Linked DNA regions of Sus scrofa: region 1 is linked to region 2. Evidence: chromatin contacts called from public HiChIP or PLAC-seq data. All regions are on one chromosome and are shown on one strand. Each heading gives the region's core, a stretch centred on a gene start, on an enhancer-like site or on the middle of the called end of the contact. The rest is flanking DNA. Distances are from core to core; before and after follow the strand shown. Region 1 overlaps SH3PXD2B (SH3 and PX domain-containing protein 2B). Region 2 overlaps STK10 (serine/threonine-protein kinase 10).

Region 1 (4,710 bases), core at 234-2,733, 200 kb before region 2:
CCATGTGGAGATGCTCCTTCTGACACAGGAAGACCAGAGGCTTTCCTTGCAGGCTTTCTAGATGGCTCTCCCTTTCCCCACGTCTCTGGGCAAAAGTCAGCACACACAGGGTCAACTCACTCAAACACATTCATTCCCAGCCATTTCCTGCAACTGCCACCCACACAGAAAGCCCAGAAAAACCAGCCCAGTTCCTGCCTTCAGGGGCTTTGAGGGCTGGTGGGCATTTCTTGAGCTAGAAAAGAGTCAAGTGGAAGCCGTTGCCTCCAGCTCTTGACTCAAGAGTTGGAAGGGGAAAATCTCTTTGCTTGTTTTTGCTGTTGGTTTTACTGGTTTTACTATGGATTTGTATAGGCTATTTAAATAGTAAGGAATTCGCTTTTGCCATATTTGTGGTAAATATTTGTCCCTTTTATGGTGCGTTTATATTTCATTTCTGGATTTTATGAGGTACATAAGTTTTGTATTTGGGGGAAGTCAAATCTGGTGACCATTTTTCAACTGACTTCTTTGATTCGCTTTCAGGCTAGAAAGGCAGTCCTCGTTCCGACACAAGATAGTTCCCTTAGGGTTTTTTAAATGTTTGATTTATGGTTTGGACTTTCTTTGAAGATTTACTCAGAGTTCCCATCATGGCTCAGCAGTAATGAGCTTCACTAGCATCCATGAGGACATGGGTTCAATCCCTGGCCTCGTTCAGTGGATTAAGGATCCAGCATTGCCGTGAGCTGTGGTGTAGGTCAAAGACACAGCTTGGATCCCACGTTGCTGTGGCTGTGGTATAGGTCGGCAGCTGCAGCTCCAATTCAACCCCTAGCCTGGGAACCTCCATATGCCACGGGTGCCATCCTAAAAAAAAAAAAAAAAGATTAAATCAATTGGACTTCATTTCAATATATGGCATGTGGTGAGAATCTTAAGGTTTTTTTCCTACATTTAGAACCTTTTGACCAGCTAGAAGAAATCTTATGGCTCCATTTATTTAAAAAACAAAAATAAGAAGTTCCCCAGTGGCCTAGTGGGTTAAGGATCTGGCATTGTCACTGCTATGGTTCCCTGGCTCAGGAATTTCCGCATGCCGCAGGTGCAGCCAAAAAGCCCAAAAAACAAAAACAAAAGCCCACAACCTATAGTGTTTAATGATCACCGCCTTTCTATTTTTGGGAGTAATGGAAGAGAAAAATAGCACCTGCCCTCAGGAGGCTTCTGTACTGGTGGGAAAGTTCATATATGCATGCGTGCACACATGCACGCACATACACACACACACACAGAACATCTACTAAAAATACAAACTACGGCCTAGACTGTACCCAGAAAAGCACAAAGTAACTGAGCTAAGCTTACCAGCATCCTGCTGGAGTATCTGCATATGGTTCCAAGAGTCTTCCTAGAAAGGGAAGTTTCCAGTCTCTTTGTCCATTCCCCGCTGTGTGACCTTAGACAAGTGACTTGACGTCTCTGTTTCCGCATCAGTAAAGTGGGCGTGGCTAAGCTTGCTCACATCTTAGTTAAGCAACATCCTGCTCCTAAAGGGCAGTGATAGTGTCAGGCACATGGCAGGATGCTTTGCTGTCCCTAAGCCAGGCTTTGAAGGGAAAGGAAGGAAGAAAGGAAGGAAGGAAGGGAGGGAGGGAGAGAGGGAGGGAAGGAGGGAGGGAGGAAGGAAGGAAGGAAGGGAGGAAGGGAGGAAGGGGGCAGGTTGCTGAGGGCCCCGGGGTGGCTCTGGGGCCCCCGCAGGCAATCTCAGTTGGCCCTTGGTTGTTGTTTAGTGGGTAATGAGTTAGGGATTGAGATGGAAATTGGGAGTCTTGCCCAGAAGTTTCTAGGGAAAGAAAGGATGGCTTCCAGATGGTGCTCTTAGAGGAAGCTTTCTGCTGCCATGCCTGGGAAAACTTGGGACTACCCTGAGCATGTCACAGAGAGAAAATAATGTGCCTGCTTGAGCCCACACAAGCTGCAGCTTGAACCCAAGAGCCCACCCACCACCACCGCTGCCCCTCACTGCCCCCCCCCACCCTTCGGCCGGGACAGTGAGGCAACTAGTGAGGATACATGGCAGTGAAGGAGCCAAGATTTCAGGTGTCCCCGACCATGGCTCAGGTCACAGACCTGGGTGGTGGCAGGAGGAGAGAGCCCTTTACACGGAAGCAGACTTAAGAGATCGTTGCTGGTATGTCTCGGAGCTGGGAGGACCGTCCAGGTGGGTCAGGAGAGCGGCCTCCAGCTCGGCTTCCTGGGTCCCAGTTGTGGGAGAGGTGCCTGCTCTCTCTGAGCCTCAGTGTCTCCATCTGCAAAAGAGAGTGACCCTCAAAGGTTGTCCTGAGGATTCAGTGGGTCAGTCCAGGTACAGCCCTCTGACCAGGACCACTGTCCACGGTGAATGCCAGGAAATGTGAGCAAGGATTTCCACGGTCACCCTGGCCTTCTCCTGAGCAGGGGCAGTGACACGGCGCCTCACTGGGTAATGCCTGCCTGGAGGACATCACTGCTGACCAGCCAGGTCCAGCCCTGGGCCAGGGCTTAGCTGAGCCCCTCCCCAACCTCGCGATGACACCAAAAGCAGTATTACCTGGTGGTTAAAAACCCAGACTTTCAAATTAGATATGAAATAGACGTTTCTCCAGAGAAGATGCGCAAATGCCCAATCAGTGCACAGAAAGATTCTTGGCATCCTTAGCCGTCAGGAAATGCGAGTCCCAAGCAGAGGGAGGTACCACTTCACACACTAGCGTGGCTAGAATGGAAAAGACGAGAAGACGGATAGCAGCAAGTGTGCCTGAGAATGTGGAGAAGTTGGAACCTCCCGACGTTGCTGGTGGGACGTGCAGTGGTGTAGCTGCTGGGGCAGACAGCCTGGCAATGCCTCGGAAGTTCCGTATAAAGTTACTGTGTTACCTAGCGATTCCATTCCTATAATGGAAATAAAAATAAATGTCCACACAAACACTCGTGCACAAAATGCATAAAAGCATTACCTGTAATAGGCAGAAAGTAGAAAAACCCAAACGCCCATCGGCTGGTGAAGAGATAGTGGTTTATCCACACAGTGGGATAGTATTCAGCCACAAAATGCAATGAGACGCTGACGCGCGCTACAACGGGGATGACCCTTAAAACTATTATGCTCCATGAAAGAAACCAGTCACAAGAAGCCACCTATTGTATGATTCTATTCATAGTAGATGTCCAAAATAGATTTAAGAGAGATAGCAAGCATATTTCTAGTTGTCAAGGGGCAGGAGGCATGGACATGGAAAGTAACTGCTAATGGGTACAGGGTTTCTTTTTGGAGTAATGAATTTTTTTTTTTTTTTTTTAGGGCCACACCTGCAGCATATAGAGGTTCCCAGGCTAGGGGTCCAGTCAGAGCTATAGCTGCCAGCCTACACCAGAGCCACAGCAATGCGAGATCCGAGCCAGTCTTCAACCTACACCACAGCTCACGGCAACACCGGATCCTTAACCCACTGAGCGAGGCCAGGGATCGAACCTGCAACCTCATGGTTCCTAGTCGGATTCGTTTCAGCTGCGCCACAAGGAGAATTCCAAATTTTTCTGGAATTTAAATCGTGGTGATAATTACACAACTTTGTGAATACACTAAAACAGTTAATTCTGTACTTTAAAAGGATGTGAGTTATAGCTCAGTTTTTTTAAAATTAGATTAACCTAGGTTTAGATCCTAACTATGCTGCTTGCAAGCTGCATGACCTTGGGCAAGTTAATAAACCTCTCTGTGCCTCATATTCTTCATCTATAAAATGAACATTAAAAGAATCCTTGTTTGGGGTTCCCGTTCTGGCACAGTGGAAACTCCGATTAGACCCCTAGCCCGGGAACCTCCATATGCTGCAAGAGCGGCCCTCAAAAAGAAAAAAGAAAAAAAGAATCCTTGTTTCCAGGAGTTCCCTTCATGGCTCAACAGTTAACAAACCCAACTAGGATCCATGAGGATGCAGGTTCGATGCCTGGCCTCACTCAGTGGGTTAAGGATCTGGCGCTGCCATGAGTTGTGGTGTAGGTCGCAGACATAGCTTGGATCCCACGTTGCTGTAGCTGTGCATAGGCCTGCAGATATAGCTCCAATTCGAACCCCAACCTGGTAACCATGTCCCGTGAGTATGGCCCTAAAAAGCAAAAGCAAAAAAAGAAAAAGAAAAAGAATTCTTGTTTCCTGGGGTCATGAGTATTAATTAAGTGCATGAACTAAAAGTACCTAGCAGGGTACTGGCACAGGATAATAGGTTTGTTTTTTCGTTTTTGTTTTTTGGTTGTGCCCACAGCATGAGGAGGTTCCCAGGCCAGGATCAAACCTGTGCCACAGTTGTCACCCGAGCCATAGCAGTGACAACACTAGATCCTTAACCCACTGCACCACCAGGAAACTCCTCCCTATACTCTTTCTAACACTGGAAGGCTTTTTACTACTGGGATTGTTTACCTAAAAGTACACCATAAACCCTGAATGGTAATATTGTGTTTGTAATGCAGTTGTGTGTAAAAACTGACGTGGTTGACAAGTGTAAGGGAGTGACTACTTATTTATTGTTCTGTACGAATTCTAGCCTGTAGTCATGGTCTCTGTGCCACTGCCACCATGGGGGAGCTGTGCTGTGTTCACCGCTACTCAGATGTCCGCCCAGTTTTCAAGTATTCCACTCACCACCGAGAGCTTTCTGCTCCAATTGTACAGCTCAGGGCACCGCT
Region 2 (4,347 bases), core at 566-3,065:
TACCTTCTGGGATGGCTCAGTGCTCCCATGATCTTAATCTTATTTAAGTAATTCCCCCCCCCCCCCGCACTTTTTTTTTTTTTTTTTTTTTTTTACTGTTAACAAGTTAAAATTGATTAAATGCTTATCATGTGCCAAACACTGTGCAGGGCCCTTTACGTAATATAGTCAGTTCTGCTATAACGCAAATATGCCTTCCTCAGTATCCCTGAACTGGTTAAAATCAGGCAATAAAAACCAGTGACCTTATGAGAAAAATGGGGCTACGTGGCGCAACACTCAAAAACCTCTTTAGGAGCACTTTAGGAGAAAAAAAAAAAGGAAACTAAAAAACAACTAGCACATTTTTACACAAGTTTTGCGGATAAGAAGTACAAAATTATTGCAAATAAATATGGCACTCTACCAGGCAAGAAGCCTGCAGGATGCTTGTGGCTGTGGGTGGGAAGGGTTGCATGCAGCTCGTGAGGGGGTGGAAGGAGGGTTATCTGAAATCAGTTGGCCAGTTGGACCTCCCCCGCCACGGGCTGGGTGTGGCTCGGAGATTGCTGACGCAGTTTGAGGTGTGCGTCTGAGCCCTGTGTGTTCCTTTGCTGCTTGCTCATCTAGGTACGGTTTTCTGCGTTCACCTAGTGTTTCAGGCAGACAAAACAGCACATGAGCAAATGTGAGTTTAGCGTTTTGATAAAATTGTTCATCAATGGTATTGGCACAAAGTTAGCATTTAAAAAGTAGGCCTGTTGTGGCTCAGCATTACAAACCTGACTAGTATCCATGAGGTTGCGGGTTCGATCCCTGGCCTTGCTCTGTGGGTTAAGGATCCGGCATTGCCGTGAGCTGTGGTGTAGGTCGCAGACATGACTCGGATCCTGTGTTGCTGTGGCTGTGGTGTAGGCCGGCAGCTGCAGCTCTGATTCAACCGCTAGCCTGGGAACCTCCGTGTGCCATGGGTCAAGCTCCCCCCCTGCCCCCCCACCCCCGCCCAAAGTAAAAGCCTTATCGCAAAGCTGGGTATTGATGAACAGCTTTACTTATAAAGTTCTTTTTACGTTTAAATCTCTGTCTTTTTTTTTTTTTTTTTTTGACTGCCTCGGGGCATGTGGAGTTCCCGGGCTAGGGGGTTCACAGGGCCAGAGGAGCCAGGGATTAGACCTGAGCCTCAGTTGTGACAGCAATGCCAGATCCTTTAACCCACTGTGCGGGGCAGGGATCGAACCTACATCCTGGTGCGTCTAGACACGCAGATCCTGTTGTGTTCCAGTAGGAGGGAACTCCTTAAATCATATTTCAGGCTAGACTTCCAGAGGGATTGAAGGAGCGATGCCTCTTGGAGGGTGATTTTTAAAGAAAATGGGAGAAAGGCCGATCCTCTGGGATCCAGCCAGAGCCCAGGGTCTTGGCAGCAGCTGCTGTCGGGTGGGGACCTCAGGTGCCCTCCAGCTCAGAGAGCCATTGTTAACCCACATCCTTGAAGTGCCACATCCTGCCCTGCTGCCCGGTTCAGACACAGCAGGGGTTCTGCGAGGGGGGAGCCAGCTGTCAGCCTCCTGCCCTCCCCGGCCAGGCCAACAACTCCTTCCACCTCGTCTCTGCCCCAGAGTTTTAAAGCCGGTTTCCGCTTCCTCTGGGGGCCGCCGCTGCCAAGGTCTCCCGCGTCCCCCGTCCCCGTCCCGTGCGCCTCCCCACCCCCCTCCGGAAAGAGCTCTGCCCCCAGGCAGCAACCTTATTTCCGCTCAGCCTAGTGTTTTTCAACTTAAGTCCATGCTATTGTGAGAAGGTCCTGGCTCCGGTCCTATGTGGCCCGAGCTTCCTGGGGATGTCGCCTGCCCAGGGGGCTCCGCTGGGGGCTGGAGCAGCTGATTTAGCCCTGGCTGCCCTGAGACATGTTCTCGCTGGCTCCGGAGCAGGCTGGGGTGAAGGGAGCTAATAGCACCCCCAGGCCTCCCCTCTCCCCGTGGTCCCCTGACCTCCTGAGTTACCCGGACTGGGGGAAGTTGCCAGGGGCTGTCACCCTGCAGCCCCCTGAAAACGGCCCCGGATGCTCACTCCCAGGCCCACGGGCTGCTGAGGGCAGTGGAGCAAGGTGGTAAAGGAAGCATTCGGGGCTCAGCGGGATCTGGCTTGCAGCCCCAAAGTGGCCCCCCACTTCTGAGCCTCAGGCTCTTGTCTGTGAAATGGAGGTGATGGTTTGGAGGACGGTGCAGGGTGGAGCTGGGCTAGGGAGGTGACTGTGTATCGGACCTTCTCCAAACAGGAAGTGGGCAGGAGGGAAGAGAGGTCATTATTGTTGATGCTCTTGGTACCAAACGGAGAAGGTCCCGGCTGGTTACTGCAGCTGACCTGGGGACGAGCAGGAAAACGTCAGTGTCATGCCAGGCTCTCCACTGTTGACCTTTGGGGCCGTTCATTCTTTTTTTTTTTTAATCTTTTTGTCTTTTTAGGGCCACACCCATGACATATAGAGGTTTTCAGGCTAGGGATCTAATCGGACCTACAGCTGCCAGCCTACACCAGAGCCACAGCAACACGGGATCCAAGCTGTATCTGCGACCTACACCACAGCTCATGGCAATGCCAGATCCTTAAGCCACTGAGCAAGGCCAGGGATTGAACTCACAACCTCAGGGTTCCTAGTCGGATTTGTTTCCGCTGTGCTATGACGGGAACTCCGCCCGGGGCCATTCATTCTTTACTGTGGGGGCTGCCCTATGTATTACAGGATGTTAGCAGCATCTTTGGCCTCTACCCACAGAGGTACCACCACTGCCAGCCCCTCCCCCTTCAGCCCCTAGTTGGGACAGCCAAAAATGTCTTCTGACAAGGCCGTATGTCCCGTGGGGGCCAGAATTGCTCCCATGGAGCACTGCTGCCTCTTACACACAAACGTGCCTCCATTCAGTTCAGCAAACAGGTCTCTTCACCTGTGTGTGTCACGTCCCCGGGTGCGTGATGAATGATGCGGGCCTCGCAGCCAGGCAGACCAGTTTGAATCTTGGATGCCCTACTTTGCTGCTCTGTGAAGTCAGGCGAATGGCTTGTCTCAGCCTCAGTTTCCCCATGTGTCTGGTGGGGCCGAGACCAGGACTCATCCCACAGAGCAGCTGGGAGAATTAGACCAGAAGCTCATCTGGAGGGCGGAGCAGGTGGCCCGTCTTAGGTGCCCAGGTTGGGCCGGTGGCCTGCCTCCCCTGCTGCTCTCAGGGCCTTGTAGGGAGCGGGAGAGGAAGCTCGGCTGAGGGTGAGAGAGTTGTAGCAGGACAAGGACGGGGCTAGCGGTGAGAGGGGCTGGTTTCCACTGGACAGGGCCGGGGCAGGGGTGGGGGGTACTCAACTATAGAGAACGAAGCCTGAGCCAGAGAGAGGCCCAATGGTGAGGCCTGAGACTGTCCACTGGGACCAGATTATGGAATAGTAAGTGGGGGCTAACTCAAGAGAGCCTTGAGTGCTGAGTTGAGGAATTTGGGTTTTTTTTGTTTTTTTTTTTGTTTTTGTTTTTGTCTTTTGTCTTTGTTGTTGTTGTTGTTGTTGTTATTGTTGCTATTTCTTGGGCCGCTCCTGCGGCATATGGAGGTTCCCAGGCTAGGGGTTGAATCGGAGTTGTAGCCACCGGCCTACGCCAGAGCCACAGCAACGCGGGATCCGAGCCGCGTCTGCAACCTACACCACAGCTCATGGCAACGCCGGATCGTTAACCCACTGAACAAGGGCAGGGACCGAACCCGCAACCTCATGGTTCCTAGTCGGATTTGTTAACCACTGCGCCATGACAGGAACTCCTGTTTTTTTTTGTTTATTTATTTTTACAGCTACAGCAGTAGGATATGAAGTTCCCAGGCTAGGGGTTGAATTGAAGCTACAGCCTATGCCACAGCCATAGCCGCAGCAATGTGGGATCCGAGCCACATCCGTGACCTACGCCACAGCTCACGGCAGCTCCAGAGCCTTAACCCACTGAGCAGGGCCAGGGATTGAACCTGCATCCTCATGGATACTAGTTGGGTTCTTTACCAGCCGAGCCACAGTAGGAACTCCCCAACCGGGGGAATTTATATGTGACGATTTTGAGTTCAGTTACCATCCTGCCTACCCCAGGGCCTGAACTCATGTGGTGTGAGAGAAGATGATCTTTGGCTGGTCACCGGATGGGGGTAGTTTGCCCACACAAGTGGGGGATGCCAGAGCCAGGTGTCCTGGCTGCTCTAGGCCAAGGCAGCCATTGATGAGTGAAGGCTGGGACAGAGCGGCCCCGTGGCTGGAGCTGGTAGGGGTGGGAGGGAAGGCCAGAGTCGTGGTTGGAGCCCAAGACAGAGCCCAGGGAGGGGAACGGACTGATGGAAGGCAACCAGC

What was found. HiChIP or PLAC-seq counts read pairs in DNA pulled down with a chosen protein or histone mark.
Region 1: a contact with region 2 is called in an H3K27ac HiChIP or PLAC-seq map of alveolar macrophages. The contact joins two enhancer-like sites. A contact is called at or near these places in 1 of 5 promoter capture datasets (fetal liver), 2 of 47 Hi-C or Micro-C datasets (embryonic fibroblasts and fetal heart ventricle) and 1 of 2 datasets of contacts at active chromatin or transcription factors (alveolar macrophages).

What each region holds. Positions count from the first base shown.
Region 1 is chr16:51,809,253-51,813,962 of Sscrofa11.1, forward strand. All of the region lies in intron 5 of SH3PXD2B (SH3 and PX domain-containing protein 2B), which reads left to right. Among named protein-coding and RNA genes, the nearest start is that of SH3PXD2B, 78 kb to the left of the region's middle. Within about 2 kb of position 1,484, at least 3 of the 83 cell types and tissues checked have an H3K27ac peak or open chromatin away from gene starts, as enhancers often do. A contact at or near this core is called in alveolar macrophages, where this site is marked.
Region 2 is chr16:52,008,891-52,013,237 of Sscrofa11.1, forward strand. The region is part of intron 1 of STK10 (serine/threonine-protein kinase 10); the gene reads left to right. Among named protein-coding and RNA genes, the nearest start is that of STK10, 7.3 kb to the left of the region's middle. Within about 2 kb of position 1,816, at least 35 of the 83 cell types and tissues checked have an H3K27ac peak or open chromatin away from gene starts, as enhancers often do. A contact at or near this core is called in alveolar macrophages, where this site is marked.